Linked DNA regions of Mus musculus: region 2 is linked to region 1. The links are chromatin contacts, called in public promoter capture Hi-C maps. All regions are on one chromosome and are shown on one strand. The core of a region is the stretch at or near the end of the contact, and the rest is flanking DNA. Distances in the headings are between cores, read along the strand shown.

Evidence for each region. Promoter capture Hi-C pulls out the DNA fragments that hold promoters and counts their contacts.
Region 2: a promoter capture Hi-C map of hippocampal neurons shows a contact between it and region 1, with 9 times the contacts expected there. The contact joins the promoter of Phf20l1 here to the enhancer-like site in region 1. A contact is called at or near these places in 9 of 39 promoter capture datasets (the 3T3-L1 cell line, embryonic stem cells, hippocampal neurons and 4 more), 1 of 15 datasets of contacts at CTCF or cohesin (stem cell-derived epiblast-like cells), 4 of 484 Hi-C or Micro-C datasets (cerebellar granule neurons, cerebral cortex, cortical neurons and 1 more), 4 of 115 datasets of contacts at active chromatin or transcription factors (cardiomyocytes, epiblast stem cells, forebrain and 1 more) and 1 of 9 other capture datasets (embryonic stem cells).

What each region holds. Positions count from the first base shown.
Region 1 is chr15:66,032,735-66,035,535 of GRCm38.p6, reverse strand. The region is part of intron 1 of Kcnq3 (potassium voltage-gated channel, subfamily Q, member 3); the gene reads left to right. Among named protein-coding and RNA genes, the nearest start is that of Hhla1, 57 kb to the right of the region's middle. Within about 2 kb of position 1,450, at least 9 of the 459 cell types and tissues checked have an H3K27ac peak or open chromatin away from gene starts, as enhancers often do. A contact at or near this core is called in hippocampal neurons and stem cell-derived epiblast-like cells, where this site is marked.
Region 2 is chr15:66,576,227-66,578,926 of GRCm38.p6, reverse strand. Phf20l1 (PHD finger protein 20-like 1) reads right to left here and starts at 1,355. Exons shown (of 21, transcript NM_001081409.1): 1 at 1,080-1,355.

The DNA of each region.
Region 1 (2,801 bases), core at 201-2,700:
TTTATTTCATGTGCTCAAGAGCCAGGAACCATGGCAGTGCCTTGAGGCAAGTCAGGTGTGAAGGAGCCAGGCACACCCGCTCTATTTGTTCATTCTGCCTACACCTGCCTAGGATGAGAGAACTTTCATCGCTTTCAATGAAGGAACTCTAATGATAATCAAGTGGATCCAGCTGCTGCCTGCCTCCCTAGCCTTGAGGGACATTTAGTGGAAAGTTGCCCCAGAGTTACTGAAAGTCCCAGCAGGGTCCCTAATTGAAGACTTCTCAAATATGGGAGTCCAGAGGAACAGAAAGGGAACTATCCTCCCAGTTAAATGGGGTGGCCTGGTACCTTCACCTACTTGGTGGATTCCCTGCAAATTCTCCATCAAGGTCTCTTACTGGCTCTCAGCCAAGTAGAATCTCTTGTTCCCTTGGTGTTGCTGTCACCTGGTCTTGGAAGCTCTGGTCTTACGTATATAAGTATGTATATAAAGTAGTGACGCTTCCCATGGCTCCACTGATGTTCTCAGGAGAAAAGAAAGAAAAGACCAAATAGAAATGGCAGCATATGTGTGTGCATTTTCCACCTCCTTATCTCAGTGTCATGGCAGGTCCTCCTTTACCTTCTTGATGGAAGAGCTGCCTGTGTCTCCCTGGGTGCTGCCTGGTGGAGGTCTGGTACTGAGCGGACCTGGGCAGGACGCACTGAACCTGGGACTGATTGCCTAAGCCACACAGTTCCGAATAGTGTGCAGTTCAAAGTGCCCTTATGCGTTTCTCCCCTGACTTCTTTAGCTCCTGCTTGGCTGAAAGATGGTAGCAGATAAGGAAAGAGTTCTTCAGGAGAAGCATGGAGGTGACTGTGTCTGGGGGAAGGGCATGAGGACGGCATTGACACCGACCAGCATTGCTCTCAAACACAGCCTGGAAATGTGGACAGAAGGGCCCTGCTGGATCCCCTCAGGGATCTCTTCCCAAACCTCCTATTCTAGGCCTGAAGACCACAGAGGGAGGGAGAGGATGTGAGTGCACAGAGCCTAGGAAGGTAGGGATGGGGTAGAAGAAGAGACACAGGGATGAGCCAGGTAGTGAGGGGTAAGGGAAAGAAGCAGAAAGGACTGTAGAGAGGGAGCTCAGAGTTGCAAATGGTACAGGGGAGGAGAAAAAAAATGTTAAAGTCAGGCATCTACAGAGCACCAGACAAAGGAACCTGAAGGGCAGGTGCTGTGCGGGCCAGACACATCCGGCTTCTGTCAGCAAGGCTGACAGAGGCTGACTGCTGAACTCGAGCTATTTTAAGGACAGTTTGAACTTTGCAAGAAGCTGAAAAATGTCTTCTCTTCTTGAGGTTAGAAGGCCTTCCTAGATGATTTGAGTTTCATAAATTACCGATCTTTCTCCAGTCTTAGAAAGTAGATCCCAATGACTCCTGTGCATAGCTACTTGTGTGGTTGTTGGCTGCCCCCTGCTGGTTAAGTCTGGGTGCTGCATGCTGCAGGCTGATCAGAACTAGCTTGAAACTGCATGGTGGGATAAAGGTGATTTCTCCACCTCCTCTCCCACAGTGTTAGACTAGGTCCATAGGATATCAACCTTTCTTGTAAAGTTTAATCTTGGGTTTTGATTGACACTATGTAGAGTTTCACTTGGACTTCAAATTCAGCACATTCTCTCGAAGCTTCTCATATTCTTGGGCCTGAGGCCACCACACACCCGACATTTGTTTTGTCATATCCTAGCAACAAGAGCCTCAATGTGCTCCTCTTGCTCTTCCTGTCACTCTGTTCAGTCCTTCTGAGACCACCAGGAGGATTATCTTTCAGGAAACCCTTATTATCTCCTCATCCCTTCTCTTTCGCCAGCCATGACAGCAATCACTGACCACAGCCCTCGCTGAGCTGAGTACAGATATAGATACAGATATCTCCATTGTCCTTTCTGATGTGTGCTAGGGTGCTCGGTAAATGTCCAATAGTCGGTAGAAGCAAACTATTCATACTGTGTGTTTCTATATTTGTTGCCTGCCTGTAATAAAGCTTAATTTACAGACTAAGCACGGTACAAGATTAATAGGAATAACTAACCTGAGTAGAACATGGACAGTAACAAATCATAATAAAGTAATTTAATACCCATCAATGGCTTGTTTATGGAGTTTGCATTTAATATTCTCAGAGTATGCTAGCAATGAATGACTAAAATCATGGAAAGCAAACAACAGACACATGGGAGCTGTTATATGAATGCACATTGTGCATACACATGTATGTACACTATGTGTCTCTATCGTATATGCCTGTGTGTGCATGTGTTCACGTGTGGTACTAGGAATTAAAGCCAGAGGTACTAGGAATTAAAGCCAGAACTTGACACATGCTAAGCAAGTGTTCAATCAATACACTGTATGTTTATGTGCTGTGTGTGTGCCATATGTGTGTATGTGTATGTATGTATCATATGTGTGTGTCATATATGAATGTGTTGCCAGGCATTGAAACCAGAAACTGACATTGGTGATCTACCAGTCATATAACTTGTATACATACTATCCAGTGTACTCATGTCTGTGTAACAAAGTGTGTGTGTGTGTGTGTGTGTGTGTGTGTGTGTGTGTTCTGTGTCTTTAATTCCAGCAATAGGGAATTATGGAAGTCACTTTGATATTTTCCTAAAGCAATTCTTGGTTACTTAAAGCTCTGAGCCCTGGGTTAGTCACTGGATATAAACAAACCTGGTACAGCCTCTGCTCTCCAGGAGTGGAGTATGACTGACCAAGCAACACAGACCACGTGGTCATCCAACTCTGAAAGTTAGATGC
Region 2 (2,700 bases), core at 106-2,605, 540 kb before region 1:
TTGGAGGGAGATGCTTAGAACATGTTCTTACATTACTACTCACTAGGATCTTTCTAGCTTAAAAAAAAAAAAAATAAACACCACACAAATGAAAAATCCCCACACAAACGAAAAATCTTATAATGTTTTAGCCACTGTTTAAAACAGGTAAAACTTAAGAGCAAACAGAATTCCAAATGTCCCTTCCTGTTTTTTTTTTTTTTTTTTAATCTGAAAAGGGAAGAAAAGAAATAGCATCAACGCTTGTTACAAAAATATGGGGGATCAAGTTTACAAGGTCGTGCCTAAGGGGATATAGAATATCCTGACATGGCATCAGTGAGGTTAAGATTCATAGCCAGGACACACTAGGTGTAATGGGAACAAACATAAATATTTTAAATAGAAATCTTGTAAGTGTGCAACATACAAGGCTGTTACTTCAATGTACAGAAATAGAATCCGAAGAGGCAGTTTGCCAGTTATGCTAACATTTCCTAAGATCAAACTTCCAGCCTGTAAATCTAATCCCCCGTGACTCTCAGGAATGAGGACCTCAAAAGGCAGGGACGATTTCCATTCTCTTGTGAGGAGACAGGAGAATGAGGGAGGCGGCAGAATTAGGAACTTTTACGAAAGACAATCTATTGGACAGACCCTTAAAGTGAAACTGTGGAACAGGGAGCGAGAAAGGGGAGAAGGAAACAAAAAGAGAAATGAAAAAAGACCAGAAAGCGGTAAAAAAGAGTTCGTTGTAAGGATGGTGGAAGTTTGCAGAGATGACAGTGAGAGGAAAGAGACAGACACACAGAGCTAGAGAGCGGTGAGGGAAAGACCGCGAAGCTAAGCAGAGGGGACGAGGCGGGCTCGCAGGGGTGTCAAGGGGAGCCAGGAAAGGCCGCGGCGCGGCTGGCCCGGAGCCCGGGAGCTGCAGGTTGACAGCCGCCGGCCCGGCAAGGGAAGGAAGGCGGGGGTAGCGCGGCGGCGCGCAGACAATAGGGTCAGCGGATGGCAGGGAGCGGGACGCCGGCCGAGAGCAACGCGGGCGCGAGCGCAGCCCGGGGACCCGGCAGCTTCCAGGCCCCTCCGCCGCCTCTTACCGACTCGGCCTCGTCTCCGCACAGCAGCCGGGCCGTCCGGGGCCGAGCCGGGGCGCGTCAGGGAGGCCAGCGCGGGCCTCGTTCGAGTCTGCCCGGGCAGCAGCAAGGGAGGGAGCGGGAGCCGAGTGAGCCGGGCCCGCGGCGCCGCGTCGGCCCGAGGAAACGCGGGAGGAAGCCCTCAAGCCCACTCCGGCTCCGCTACCATCGCAGCCGCCGTCGCTGCCGCCGCTGCCGCCTCCGCAGCCACCACCGCCGCCGGCCAGCCCTGACGCGACGCCGGCCGGGGACGTCAGCCGCCCGCGACGCGCCGGAAGCGGGCTGGGTTGAGTCACGTGGTACGCGAGGGCCGGGCTGGCGCGGCGCAGCCGATTGGAGGACTATTCTGGGGGTGGGGCTTCGGCCAGGCTGGGCTACTTACACATAGAAAAGACCTGGGCTCTAGATTCCCCTTGGTGGGGTCAAGAGGATGGTGGCCTTTTGTGATTGTTGCTGGTTTCTAACAAATCCCACTACTTGACACATTGGGCAAACTTGTCAATGCACCACACACTTTTCACCGTGTCTGTTCTATCCCACGTTAAGGACAGACACAATGATCTGTATTACAAAATCAGAATTGTCTCTTTTGAATGGATACTTTGTCACGACACTCTGCTATAAATATATCACATGACAATCAAAACTGCACACTTATACTACTTTCCAAATTCAGAAATCTTTATAAAACAAATAAAAGATTCTTAAGAATCTTTAAAAATTCCTAAGAAGTTTAGGGTACTAATAGAACAAGTCTTCACAATTAATAGTATAGGACTACCTCTGTTGAACACCTACCATGTACCAAAGTCTATATTAAGCAGGAGAATCCCTATCCCAACTTTGAGAAGATCTACAAGTTATCATTCAAAGTGCTACTGAGAGAAAACATCTATTTTTTTCCCCACTCCATCACTCTGCCTCCCACGTTTTAAAAGTGCATCACTGCATACAAATGACACTTATATTTATCTTGCTTCATCGTGTACAGTGAAAATAGAAATGTTTTCTCTGACTTTCAAGAGATTTGGTAAATTGAGAAAATCTTCATAATCATCCTTTTATTCAAAAGACATTCATTCAAGAAATATATATCTAATAGTTGCAGAGTTATACTGAGCTTAGTGATGCTACAAACAATGCGAATAAGACAGTTCTGAGATGATATTTGTCTTTATGTTCTTCTTTTTAATCCTCTGTGGTTCTCATTGGTCCAATACAATTAATATTTCTATTATTTCTAGAATCTTTTTTCTGTCACAGGCAGAATTATACTTTCCACTTTTAAAATATTATGTACGGTTATTTAATTTGCTGTAAAATTAGAATACAAGTAAGATCACACACACAAGAAAATGCCAATGCAAGAAGACAGTTCTAAAATATTTTTGTCCCCCAGTACTGTGATTTACAATGTTTGCAATAATTACTGTTTTAGCAGTAGAAGTCCTTGATACACTAGGATGACTGTAGGAATTATGGATCACCTAAAACAAACATGCAATTTAAAACAACACTTGATTTAAACAATAAAATGTATAATGTTGTCAAATAAAAAACATATATTTATAAATCAGGATCATTT